Linked DNA regions of Danio rerio: region 2 is linked to region 1. Evidence: chromatin contacts called from public HiChIP or PLAC-seq data. All regions are on one chromosome and are shown on one strand. The core of a region is the stretch at or near the end of the contact, and the rest is flanking DNA. Distances in the headings are between cores, read along the strand shown. Region 1 overlaps slc49a4 (solute carrier family 49 member 4). Region 2 holds the start of sema5ba (sema domain, seven thrombospondin repeats (type 1 and type 1-like), transmembrane domain (TM) and short cytoplasmic domain, (semaphorin) 5Ba).

Region 1 (5,785 bases), core at 2,240-4,739:
TAAGCAAAATAACAAAAAGAAAGAAAGGAGAGAAGAAAAAAACTAAGAACAAGAGCGGGTATACGTAAAAAATACCATAGATTTAACATAAACAGGAGATTCTTATCTATATTTTTTTTTGTTCAAGTAATTTATGACATCTCTTTTCTTTATATTAATTCTATCACCATTAAGTATATTAAATAGACATTCAACATCAAACCAGAAATGCATTCATGCATGCAGTCAAAAAACAAGTGGATAACAGTCTCAACATCCATTCCGCAAAAAACACAAGATTCAGAAAAATCAACTTTATATCTCTTGAGAAACTGGTTGGTTGGATATGTAATTATATATAATTTCAAATTATATTTCACTGACTTTATTAGTGACACAGTGTTTGTTGTTATAAGTCCAGATCAAGTTACAAATTGATATATTCAAATAGGTTATTCCAAAAGTACTTGTGCCTAAAAGTTGCAGGATAATGAATCAAACTTCTAAGAAATGTAATATTACATTTTCTATCTTTGATACCAACACCATCTAATAATATATAATTTTTAACTGTTAGCTTATATAGTTCACTGTAACCCTGCAAAAGCCTCGCAAGGCCTGCTGGTATTGTATTAATTATTATACTATAATATGTTATGTTATTAAAAAAACATGAATGCACAGCTTTTTTGTGTGTTTTCTTTGGGAGGAAAAACGCTTGCAAAAGTGAATATTTGCTGTTAACTTAATCCCTTTGCATGGGATTAGTATTATCTGTGGACATTGTATGATATAGAAATCCCCTCCCACCATGTGACTTTGCAACTGTGCATATTTCATAGTGTAACTGGAAGTTTACTCTCCAGACTCTTGTAATCATACTTAATACCATTGCTGGGGCCTAAATAAGAGCTAAATTGATTTAAAATAAGACACATCAAACATTAACATAAGATAAAAAAAAATATTTTTAAAACACTGTTTCTTATTTTTATTACAGTATGAATGAAAGAATCAAAGGCAGTGCACTAAGTGGTGTGCCTAACACTATAGCCTTTATTTGATTTTAATTACAACATAGTCTTACGCTTTATTGCTTAATTAAAGTAGGTTAACAGAATCAATTCAGTCTGGAATTCCTTGACCTTAATCTAGTGGGCAATATCTGTAGTCATTCTTTATACCTGAATTGTCAATTTTGCATTGTTTCCAGTCGTAATTGGCGAACGCAGAGTCGTAATGATCAGCTCGAGGTGTAGGATTTAGAATCATCTACGATCCAATTATGAGCTACGTGAGGGGTATCACAATGATTTCAATCAATGCAAATGTAGACCTGCTGTTTCTTTAGAGAGAAATCCACAGTGCATTGCATTCTAGCCCATTTCTTTAAAGGCATAGTTCACCCAAAAATAAAAAAATTATGTCATTTACTTACCTTTCACTTGTTTGAATTTCTTTTTTTTCTGTTCAGCACAAAAAAGATGGAAACATATAACCATTCACTTCCATAGTATTTGTTTTTCCTACTATGCAAGTCAATGGTTACAGGTTTTCATCTTTCTTCAAAATATATTAATTTGTCTTCAACAGAATAAAAACTCCAACTTTGGAACCCCTTGATAGAATAGTGTTATACACTGCCTGACAAAAGTCCTGTCGTCGGTCCCAGTTGTAAGAGCAACAAATAATAACTTGACTTCTAGTTGATCATTTGAAAAAGTGGCAAAAGGTAGATTTTTCAGATGAACCATCTGTTGAGCTGCATCCCAATCATTACTAAGACCTATTGGAACCCACATGGACCGAAGATTCTGACAGAAATCATTGAAGTTTGGGGAAGGAAAAATCATGGTTTGGGGTAACATTCAGTTTAGGAGCGTGTAAGAGATCTGTAGAGTAGATGGGGACATCAACAGTCTGAGGTATCAAGATATTTGTGCTGCACGTTACATAAACTACAGGAGAGGGCAAATTCTTCAGCAGGATAGCACTCCTTCTCATGCTTCAACCTCCACATCAAAGTTCCTGAAAGCAAAGAAGGTCATTGTGCTTAAGTTTTGGCCAGCCCAGTCACCAGAGATGAACATTATTGAGCATGTCTGGGGTAAGATGGAGGAGGCATTGAAGATAAATCCAAAGAATCTTTACTAACTCTGAGAGTCCTGCAAGAACGCTTTTTTTGCCATGATGACTTTATTATTAAGTTATTTGAGTCATTGGAGACATGTATGCATGCCGTCCTCCAAGCTCATGGGAGTCCTACACAATATTAATTCTTTTTCACTGCACCATGATTTTATATTCTATACTGTACTTTCTTTCTGTTAACTGACAAGACTTGTCGAAGCAAAGTCAGACTTTACTGTCCTAATGAAATAATTAAAAATCAACGCATGATCATATTTTATTTTGGTTAAATCAGCGTTATCTAGAGGCTCTTGCCTCATATAAGCCATTTCTGATACCAAACCATCAACCACAAGTTATTTGTTGTTCCTAAAACGTGGATAGGCGACAAGACTTTTGTCAGGTATTGTATATATTTTTTTAATTTATGTACTTTATCCCAGATATTTCGAGTATTGTTAAAATTTAACAAGGGACACAGGTGGTGTCCTATGTCAATGACATTAACATAATATTAAAATGTATCCAGCATGGTAAAACAGCTCTGCTTCTCCAAGTGATCACGATTGGAAGAACTAGAAGTGGCAGTCTTTTTCATAATAATAACTTTGCTGCTCTTGTGTCACGAGAGCTTGTTTGCAACCACTTAATGGTGAATAAATAATGAGTAAACGTTCATTTGGGGGGGAACTATCCCTTGATATATGGGATGAATATAGTATCACAGGCTAAAGTCCAGTCAAGAAACATATGAACACAATTCTGCAGAATGAGATGACATGTTGAAACAGAAGAGAAAGGCACATTTGAGGGAACCTTCACACAATATTTGATTGGGAATTGAGGATGGCACTGCTTGATCTATGGCTTAATTTAAACCAAAATCCTTTGTGGACTGTAAAGTTCAACAGGTGTGGGCTGTTTGAATGTTGCGTATTATGTGTGCAGACAAAACCAAATGCACTTGTGAGCCGGTTTTAAATCTAGGGCAAGTATATCATCAATCACCCACTTAGTACATCTTCAGAGGGGTTTATTTTTCCCTCCCTCAAACATTCGTTGACAAGCCACAGTCAAGAACTTCACATCTTCGTGAACAAGAATAGACCTTAAGACTTTTTGTTCAGTTAGTGACAATTGCTAGGAAGAAACTAGAGAGGAAAGCTTGACACAGGAAGCCTCTTGATCTTTACGACTGTGATTACCATGGAAGAAAAGATGATTTTGGTCTGGTTTTGTGAGTGTCTCTGCTGTAGAAAATGGAGAAATGTTTCAGTCAATCTCTATCTTCACCAATGCTGAAGATCTATTCTGAGGACAAGCACTGCGACGTTTACTCAGGCAGTTAGGCTATCACAAGTCTCCCCGCTGGGACTCAGTCATCCTGTCTCACTGATAAAGCTCTTTTGTTTCCCCTGCTATCAGACCTCACCTTTGTTAGACATGTAGGGAAGCAGTGATTTGTGGTTAGAAACCAGCAAAACCCACGTTTGGGGAAAGTACAGTTTTCAAATTTTAAATGCACAATATGTAATTTTTATTTATTTATTATTCAAATATTCCCACATAACCCACAAGAATACGGTTATAACATTTGCTGACTTACAATATGCCAAATGTTTTGATGAATATTTAAATTTAACAAGTGATACAGATGGTGTCCTGTGCTGATGACATTATAACAAAATAATAAAATGTATCTTAGCATGGTAGAACAGCTATGCTTCTCCACATGATCACGTTCGAAAGACCTGGAAGTGGTAGACTGTGTCATAATAAAAACTCTGCTGTGTACAGCATCAGCAATTGCTCTGTCATCTTATTTTGCTTTTTGATGGCTTTCAGCTTTAAGGTCTTAGCACACTGAAGTCTGACATTTTTTCGCATTCATGTACACAAACCTTGACACTGAGTCCGATGCGTATTAATTGATCAATTCCGAAAAAACGCAAAACCTTTTCGGAGTTAATTCAAGCAGTGATACTTTGTTCTCCTCTCTTCTCCAAAGTAGAATAGATGAATAGGCTACATGGGCTGTTTTGTTAATTCAATATTGCATAGAAAGGAAGGAGAGTTTTCCTTATCAAAGATCTGCGCTGGATTATCCCCAAACGCAAAGTTTATTACAGGAAATCAGTTGAATTTTGATACATTGCTTGTGATACTTTACACGTTTATGCATGTAAACAAATCTAAAACAGAGACTGGCTGTACCAAAGACATTTTATACATGGAGACTGTGCTGACAGTTCGGAGCAGCTGACCGAAGCGGACCATGAGGCATTTATCTTTCTATTATAATGTCTACACACACACACACACACACACACACACACACTAAACAGCAGCAGGGAGATGTGTGACAGTAACTGAATCTAGCATAGGGGATTTCAACTGTCCACCACATTCTGTCTTTAGTTTATGCTCAGTATTTGTCATAAAGTTATCTGTGGCTCAAGTGACCACATTCTGTATTTAGCTTTTCTCTTGTATGGTGGCTCTGATCTGTCAAAACTCCTCTCAAACTGCTTTTTCGGATGCAAAAAATTAAACCCAGTTTGATATTTAAATTATGATTTATTTATATTTTTATGACTGGTGAAAGTTTGTCAATAAAGCGTGTCAGTATGGCAGTGTTGTTAATAGAATGCGTCAATACGATTCAGCCTATCAGTGTGTCAATAGAGGCAGTGTGTCAATACGAATGACAATGTGAGGTTGATTTTTTTTTTTTTATGTGCAAAAATTACAGAAGAAAATTTTGAAATTGGTGTGCAATAACCTTTTACTTTGCTTAATACTGAAGTCTGATAACATGTAATAAAGACTTTAACTATCATGATTGCATACTGAGACTGCATCATTAAACTACGCCTTTGTTTGTTGTGATTATGTGCTTTCTAGTGGTGAAAATTACATATTGTACCTTTAATTGTTATAAGTGCATATTGGTCTCATTTGAAAACTTGGTTTCTCTTTAGCCACACTTGGTACTAAGCTGCTTTTATATTTTAAAAAAAAAATTATTGAAGGATGCTAAATACAGGTGTCAGCTGGATCGAAAATCCTTTGTGGTTAAAAACTTGACCACTACATTTTGGATAGATCACTTTGAAAGTCTAATTGCTCATGTGGTTGAATATTTTTGAACAGCCACAAAAGACCCCTTTGTCTACTGATCAAGCATGATTGTTATGGGTCGTGTTGTTAGAAAGTGCACCAAAACAAGTTAGATCACTTTAACCTTGCATAACTTAATTACCATTGTAAAAAGTTTTTATATTGTTTCTATAACATTATGAAAAACAGAAACCTGAACATTATTAAGTAGAATGCAAACTAGAATAAGCTTGATAATAAAAAATAATGTAAATTAGATAAAGGAATATGAGGTAAATTACCTAATGGTAAATTAGGGATAATGGAATATAATTAATGTCTTCAATCATAATATATAATTTAACATCTTAGCAACTACATAACAACATGTTTCCATTGCAGTGTAAAATATGGTTGTGCTCCTGATACAAATTGGTTTATTCACCTTTTTTTAATTTTAAATCTACAGGATGATTCATGGAGGTCAACTTCTAAATGGTTTAGCTGGTCCTACTGTTATGAGTGCCGCCCCTCTTCTCTCTACTACTTGGTTTGCTCCTGATCAGAGAGCTACAGC
Region 2 (5,785 bases), core at 2,106-4,605, 370 kb after region 1:
ATGGTCGGTGCTCTTTGGGTAAGGGATTCATCAAAACAGCAACAAGAATCAGTCCCAGGCACTCAAATAAAGTGAAAAATTAAAAAGCCTTTATTCACATGGCTAAATCTCTAAAAACCTACATGTTTCGGCAGAAGTCTGCCTTCATCAGGGTAACCATTTTTTGGTGAACTAACCCTTTAAGATGATCACTACTAGTTCACCTCTTTGTTCTATTTTTGGTTCAAATTAAGTATTCACATCCTTCACGATATCATACTTGAGAAGCAAATTAAGCTATTATGTTTCACTGCCTGATAATTTGATGCATTTTCCCTCATCAGCCACCACTTTGTAGAAATCTCAAATTAAATGTTTTATTTTTAAATGTTTTTTGGTAAAAGTTCACTTTCGCATGATCATTGAGAGGAATCAGACATTGTGGGTCACATTCAAAGGACAGACACTGACACATTTCAACACACAAGCATAAAAACCAAATTCCTAGAACGCTTTGTAGCAACTGTGTGCAAGCTCAGTTAATTCACAAACCAACAAACTGCGCGAGTCATACAAGCAAATGTAATGTTAATTATTAAACTGAACAAAATCTCCAACTTTCAAAGCACTCAGAAATGTGAACATTGTAGAGGCAGTGAGTTAATCTGTAAAATTAATAATAGATTTGCAAACCGAAATCTTCTCTTAGTGAATTTTTAAACATTAAAAAAAGTGAAGACGCATACTAAATTGTCCAGTTGTATCCCTGAATGATGATGTGAGTTTCTATGGCAATTCCGTTCAACTCCGTTCAGCAGGAATGACCAGCAATGGCAACATTTTTCACAATCACAACAGAAAAATTACAGATATACACTGTGATCCTCCTAATATGACGTCCAAAAATAATAACGGTTCCCAGAACTCAACAAGAATAACAACAGCTTGACATTCTCTATACACATGGATCTATAATGAAGGTCCACAGCAGGCTTCATTCCCTCCAATGGAAAGCATATTTAAACAGTCTGAATTGTTCATCCTTTTTATATTGAAAAAACATGCCATTCATCATATAGAAAACCAGTTTCAGCAGCAGCTTTGGTGTCTATTTATGTAATTGCATTTGAATGGAAGGAAAATCTAACATGCAGAGTGATGTAATGAAAATCACGGATCCTTTATGGTGGAATTAAGAGGCTAAGTTTTGAATCTGTACATTTTAATTTGAATTTCATCATTGTTTTGAAGCATGTGAATAAGCAAACATAAGGACAACACATTCATAATTATGAACTTTAAATCCACTTCACTTTTTTATAAAGTACTGAGGGATACATGAAGGTGCTCCACAGGATGATCAGCCTAACAGCGAACCTTGATGTTGTCCTGGGAGAGTTTGTGAGTTTGATCTATTAAAGCTCTTTGATTGCAGCTTAAAAGAACATCAAATGCATCTATAATTTTCCCTACTTACCCAACAATGTGAAATGTAAAGATTGGAACAGATTTGGCCGACTCAATCGTTTGCTTTTCAGAGTTTGAACAGACTTGTTGACGTTAAACTCAGATGAACCAAAGGGCCCTGATTAGCTGCTTCAGGTATGTTTGATTGCAGTTAAAGCTCCACGGGAAGGCAGATTTCCAGGATTTAGCGCCGCTGACTTAAACTGTGCCAGGCCAACAGGTGATTTTCCCTCTCTAGCTCAGGCGTTTGTGTATTATCTGCCATCTGTAATCATAGAGTGCGCTTAGCCTACAAGACTCGACACTGCCCCCTACCGTTTCTGACCAGCGGTGCAGTGCATGTCCAATACACCTGTTCTCCAGTTCGCGAAGACAAATCAAGCATCACAAACCAATGCAAGCAACAATTTCAACACAAACCCATATATATGAAATAACAAGTGAATTTAAAATGTCAGAACAACTGGATGAAAAAATTACAAAGCACAAAACTCATTACAAATATAGGAGGCTGAGAATAGACAAGTGATTTGCTACATAGACAATTAAAAATAAAATGTTCTATTATTATTATTATTATTATTATTATTATTATTATTATTATTATTATCGTTCCAGCGCCCTCACATATGACCTATATCAAAGAACTGTCATCAGATAGGATATTGCTTTGTTTGGGTTGCCTACTCGTTCTCATTGCTGACCATTGTATGTATCTCTAGGCTACTATTATTGGATATACCTTTTTATTGTACGCAGTCTCAGTTTTCCAGCCTGTTTTTGCTGCGAAAGTTAAAGAAAAGCGCTGTATATAATACATTTGTTGTTGCTGTTTGTTGAAACATCAACAGATTCCGTCATTCACATGGTTCTCTGACAGCTGACTGCCAGAATCGTTCACTCACAAACATACTGACTGAATGACCACCAAATACTGGTATGGTATTCAGATCCTAATAAACAGCGAACAGCTTGTCTTTTAACGCTAATAAAGTTTCACGAAAACACAAAGACAAATAGGTGACAGATGGATGCAAAATCCCTCCACCTTTACTAGGAGACTTATTTAAATATCTTTCGCAAAAGTAGGTTATTATCGATGATATTGTAGAGTATTTATCAAAGTAAATAAATGAGGAGAAACCTTCAAATGCCAAAGGAAGATAAAGGACGGTGTAAAACAGCGTGTTTTCCTCGGAGCTTGTGAAACCTTTCGATTCCAAAGCAAAATTCCTCGGATCCTGAACAGAACGTGAGCAGCGAGTAAATTCAGTGTCAGGATAAAAGAATACTATGGTGAATCCTGTTCATATAACAGCTAATAATAGCTTTATTAAAATGAGAGCAGAACACTAAAGACCAGAGATTTTTCAATGAGGGTTTTGTCATCACCACAAAGAAAGAAAATACACCCATAAACGAGAATTTGTTATATAAAGAAGTCTTAAATTATTCTAAAATACTTCTGTAATATTGTTACACATTTCTCGTTTAGCCAAATCCAACCCGCTGACAAATGTTTATTAAATATATGCTTTGCAATTTTGAAAATGTAAGGATTTAAAAAGAAAAGAAATTCAAATTCACAAATATTTACACATTTATTTTGTTCCCACAATAAAAAACCCCATATAAATTCGCTTAGAAATGTTAATAATGCAATCTAGCCACACAACTTTGGACCACAAAAGTTCTGAAAGTACTTCAGTCTCATCCTACTCGGAGAACATCAGAGGCGGTTTCTATAAATAACTCCATCTAAAGGTGAGGCAGTGGTATCCAAAAAGAGTATTTTACCTTCTGATGTTCTTCCTCTGAAGTCAAATCTGTCGTACGTAAAACGCAACGCATAAACCGCAATCTCCGCTTGGTGTAGTTCTCCTGTGCAGTATCCCTTTTCTGTGAATGACTTCCAACGATCGACCTGCAGCTGCTTTACTGCGCTGTGCTGGAAAGAGGAGGATACTACAGAAGGGCGGCTGCAATTCAAACGAATAGGGGTGCGAATTCTGTTCAGAAGCTACACCTTCAAATTGTGGCTCTGTGCTGATGAAGCTGATGAGTATTTGAGTTCACTTTTTACATGCAATTATTCAATGGAAAGTTTCTGTAAATCTATTTTTATGGCAATTGAGCAGTTGTGTATAAGGATTCAAAAACACCCCTATTTGCAGTCGGAATAGTCTGCCCCTAGAATCAGTGAGGTACCATGGCAATTAATTAACTGTTTGGATCTCACAATGCTTTCCAAACTGTTTTGGTATTTTGGGGTTCTGCTGTGGTTAAGTTAGAAAATCCTGATAAAGTACTGTGACCAGGGGCAGATTTAACCAAAAAGCGAGGTAAGCGGCCACTTAGGGCCCCCAGAAAGTCTGGGGGCCGCCAATAAATATCTAGAAGTATAAATTAAACTATATATATAAAACGTTGTTTTATATAATATTTTGTATGGTGAGAGTCAAATAAAATTATAATGTAATTAAAGATTATTATGAAATAAAATAATATTTTAATAATAATACTATTTAATAATAATATTATAAAATATTTTTATTTCATTTGCACAAATTTGTCCACCACCCCCAGTAATGAAAGTGTCCAGCAGTCAAATTTATTTTAAAAAAATGCATGTACTACTTTTTGTTGTAAATTCATTTTAAGAAGATCAAGGTTTGAGTGATATAAAAAACCTGCTAAATCAATAAAAATGAAATAAAAGTAGAAAGTGTGCATTTTACGACTGTTGTGCTCCATGGTTGGAATTGCTTAGAGCCCCCAAATCACTAAATCCGGCCCTGACTGTGACACGAGTTACTAAGTGGCCTCAAACTTGCATAAGCATTATGGTACTCAATTATTGCCATATGTACTGTATAGCTTTAATATGCAAGCTTTTCCTATACTTTTCAAAAGCACAAGGTGGAAAATATGTAGTATTATCGTTTTTACTAATATAAATTGACAAATCTGTATTGGGTTTGGTTAGGAGCAGGTTTGCACAGATGTCACTGAAAATTACACACCATTTGAATTTATAATATGGGACAAATAACAGCTTAACTTTGATGCATCTGACATAAACAGAATATTTGAAAACGTAGAGTCATGTTAAGATAGAAATATAAAATAAATCAACTAGAGAAGTGGTTCTCAAACTGTGGTACGTGTACCACTAGTGGTACGCGGGCTTACTTCTAGTTGTACGCGGAGGAATCACTGAGTAATGAAAGAAAAAATGAATACAATTTTAATCATTTGATGCGTTCGATAACACCGATGTGAGCAGCATTAGCTGTTCTCTAAAGCCTACAATCAACGTGCTGTGCTTAGAATGTTTACTTTAGTGCATCGCGTCATCTGCAGCTAAAAATCAATCCAAATGACGCAGAACTAGAGAAAGAGGGACGTGGTGCTTGCAGAGCAGATATGCGCTAGAGCAGTGGTCCAAAACCCTCAGGCCACAGACCGGCACCGGTCTATAGATCAATTAGTACCGGACTGCACAAAAAAATACTAATTATTTCCATTTTATTTATTATCTGTGTCAGAACAATCATTTATTTTGAAAAATCTTTTATTTAAAAAATGACCATATTCTCTTGTTACATCTCGGTCACTTAAGCATCATAATTTAACCCACAGGCTAGCAAAATGAGTAGGAACTGCAGCACGACACGCTTGCGTCTTCCAGGCATCCCCAGTTGAAAACATCTTAACTTTTCAGAATGCCGCTCTGCGAGTCACATGGTCAAGTTGTCAAATTGTATAAATATGAATATGCCTCGTTTTTGAACTGTGCAGTGCTGTAGCTGCTTAATTTGGCCAACTACGCTACTTTATTTCAATACTGGTCATTTTGGTGGTACTTGGAAAGACAATTTTTTTTGAGGTGGGCCTTGGTAAACAAAGTTTGAGAACCACTGAACTAGAGAGTAAATACATTTTGATATGCATAAAAGCTTGCCACTGGCTTGCTTGGTTTGGGACTTGGGGAGCTACGCATCGATGAATTTGTTCTTCAGTGTTTGGACTTTCAGCACTGAACTGAACTAAACTGAACTTCAACTCTAAAAACTGGACTGACACAGTTTCAATTTAATAGAACTTCTATTTTGACACAATCTACATTGTAAATGCACTATATAAATATGGATGAATTGAATTGAATAAACAGTATCAAATTAAAGTTTTATTCCTGACAGATTTTAGATATCAAGTATCAAGACTATTGAGATTTACAGTAAAAATTTGATTAGCATTCATTTATTCATTCATTTTCTTTTCAGCTTAGTCCCTTAATTAAATAGGGGTCGCCACAGCGGAATGAACCACCAAGTTA

Evidence for each region. HiChIP or PLAC-seq counts read pairs in DNA pulled down with a chosen protein or histone mark.
Region 2: a contact with region 1 is called in an H3K4me3 HiChIP or PLAC-seq map of embryo, with 6 times the contacts expected there. The contact joins the promoter of sema5ba here to the enhancer-like site in region 1. A contact is called at or near these places in 4 of 18 Hi-C or Micro-C datasets (caudal fin, hematopoietic stem cells, skeletal muscle and 1 more) and 2 of 4 datasets of contacts at active chromatin or transcription factors (caudal fin and embryo).

The regions. Positions count from the first base shown.
Region 1 is chr9:39,092,277-39,098,061 of GRCz12tu, forward strand. It overlaps slc49a4 (solute carrier family 49 member 4), which reads left to right. Exons shown (of 9, transcript NM_001004597.1): 3 at 5,678-5,785. Among named protein-coding and RNA genes, the nearest start is that of slc49a4, 17 kb to the left of the region's middle. Within about 2 kb of position 3,490, at least 4 of the 62 cell types and tissues checked have an H3K27ac peak or open chromatin away from gene starts, as enhancers often do.
Region 2 is chr9:39,458,339-39,464,123 of GRCz12tu, forward strand. It overlaps sema5ba (sema domain, seven thrombospondin repeats (type 1 and type 1-like), transmembrane domain (TM) and short cytoplasmic domain, (semaphorin) 5Ba), which reads right to left and starts at 3,356. Exons shown (of 23, transcript XM_679287.8): 1 at 3,244-3,356.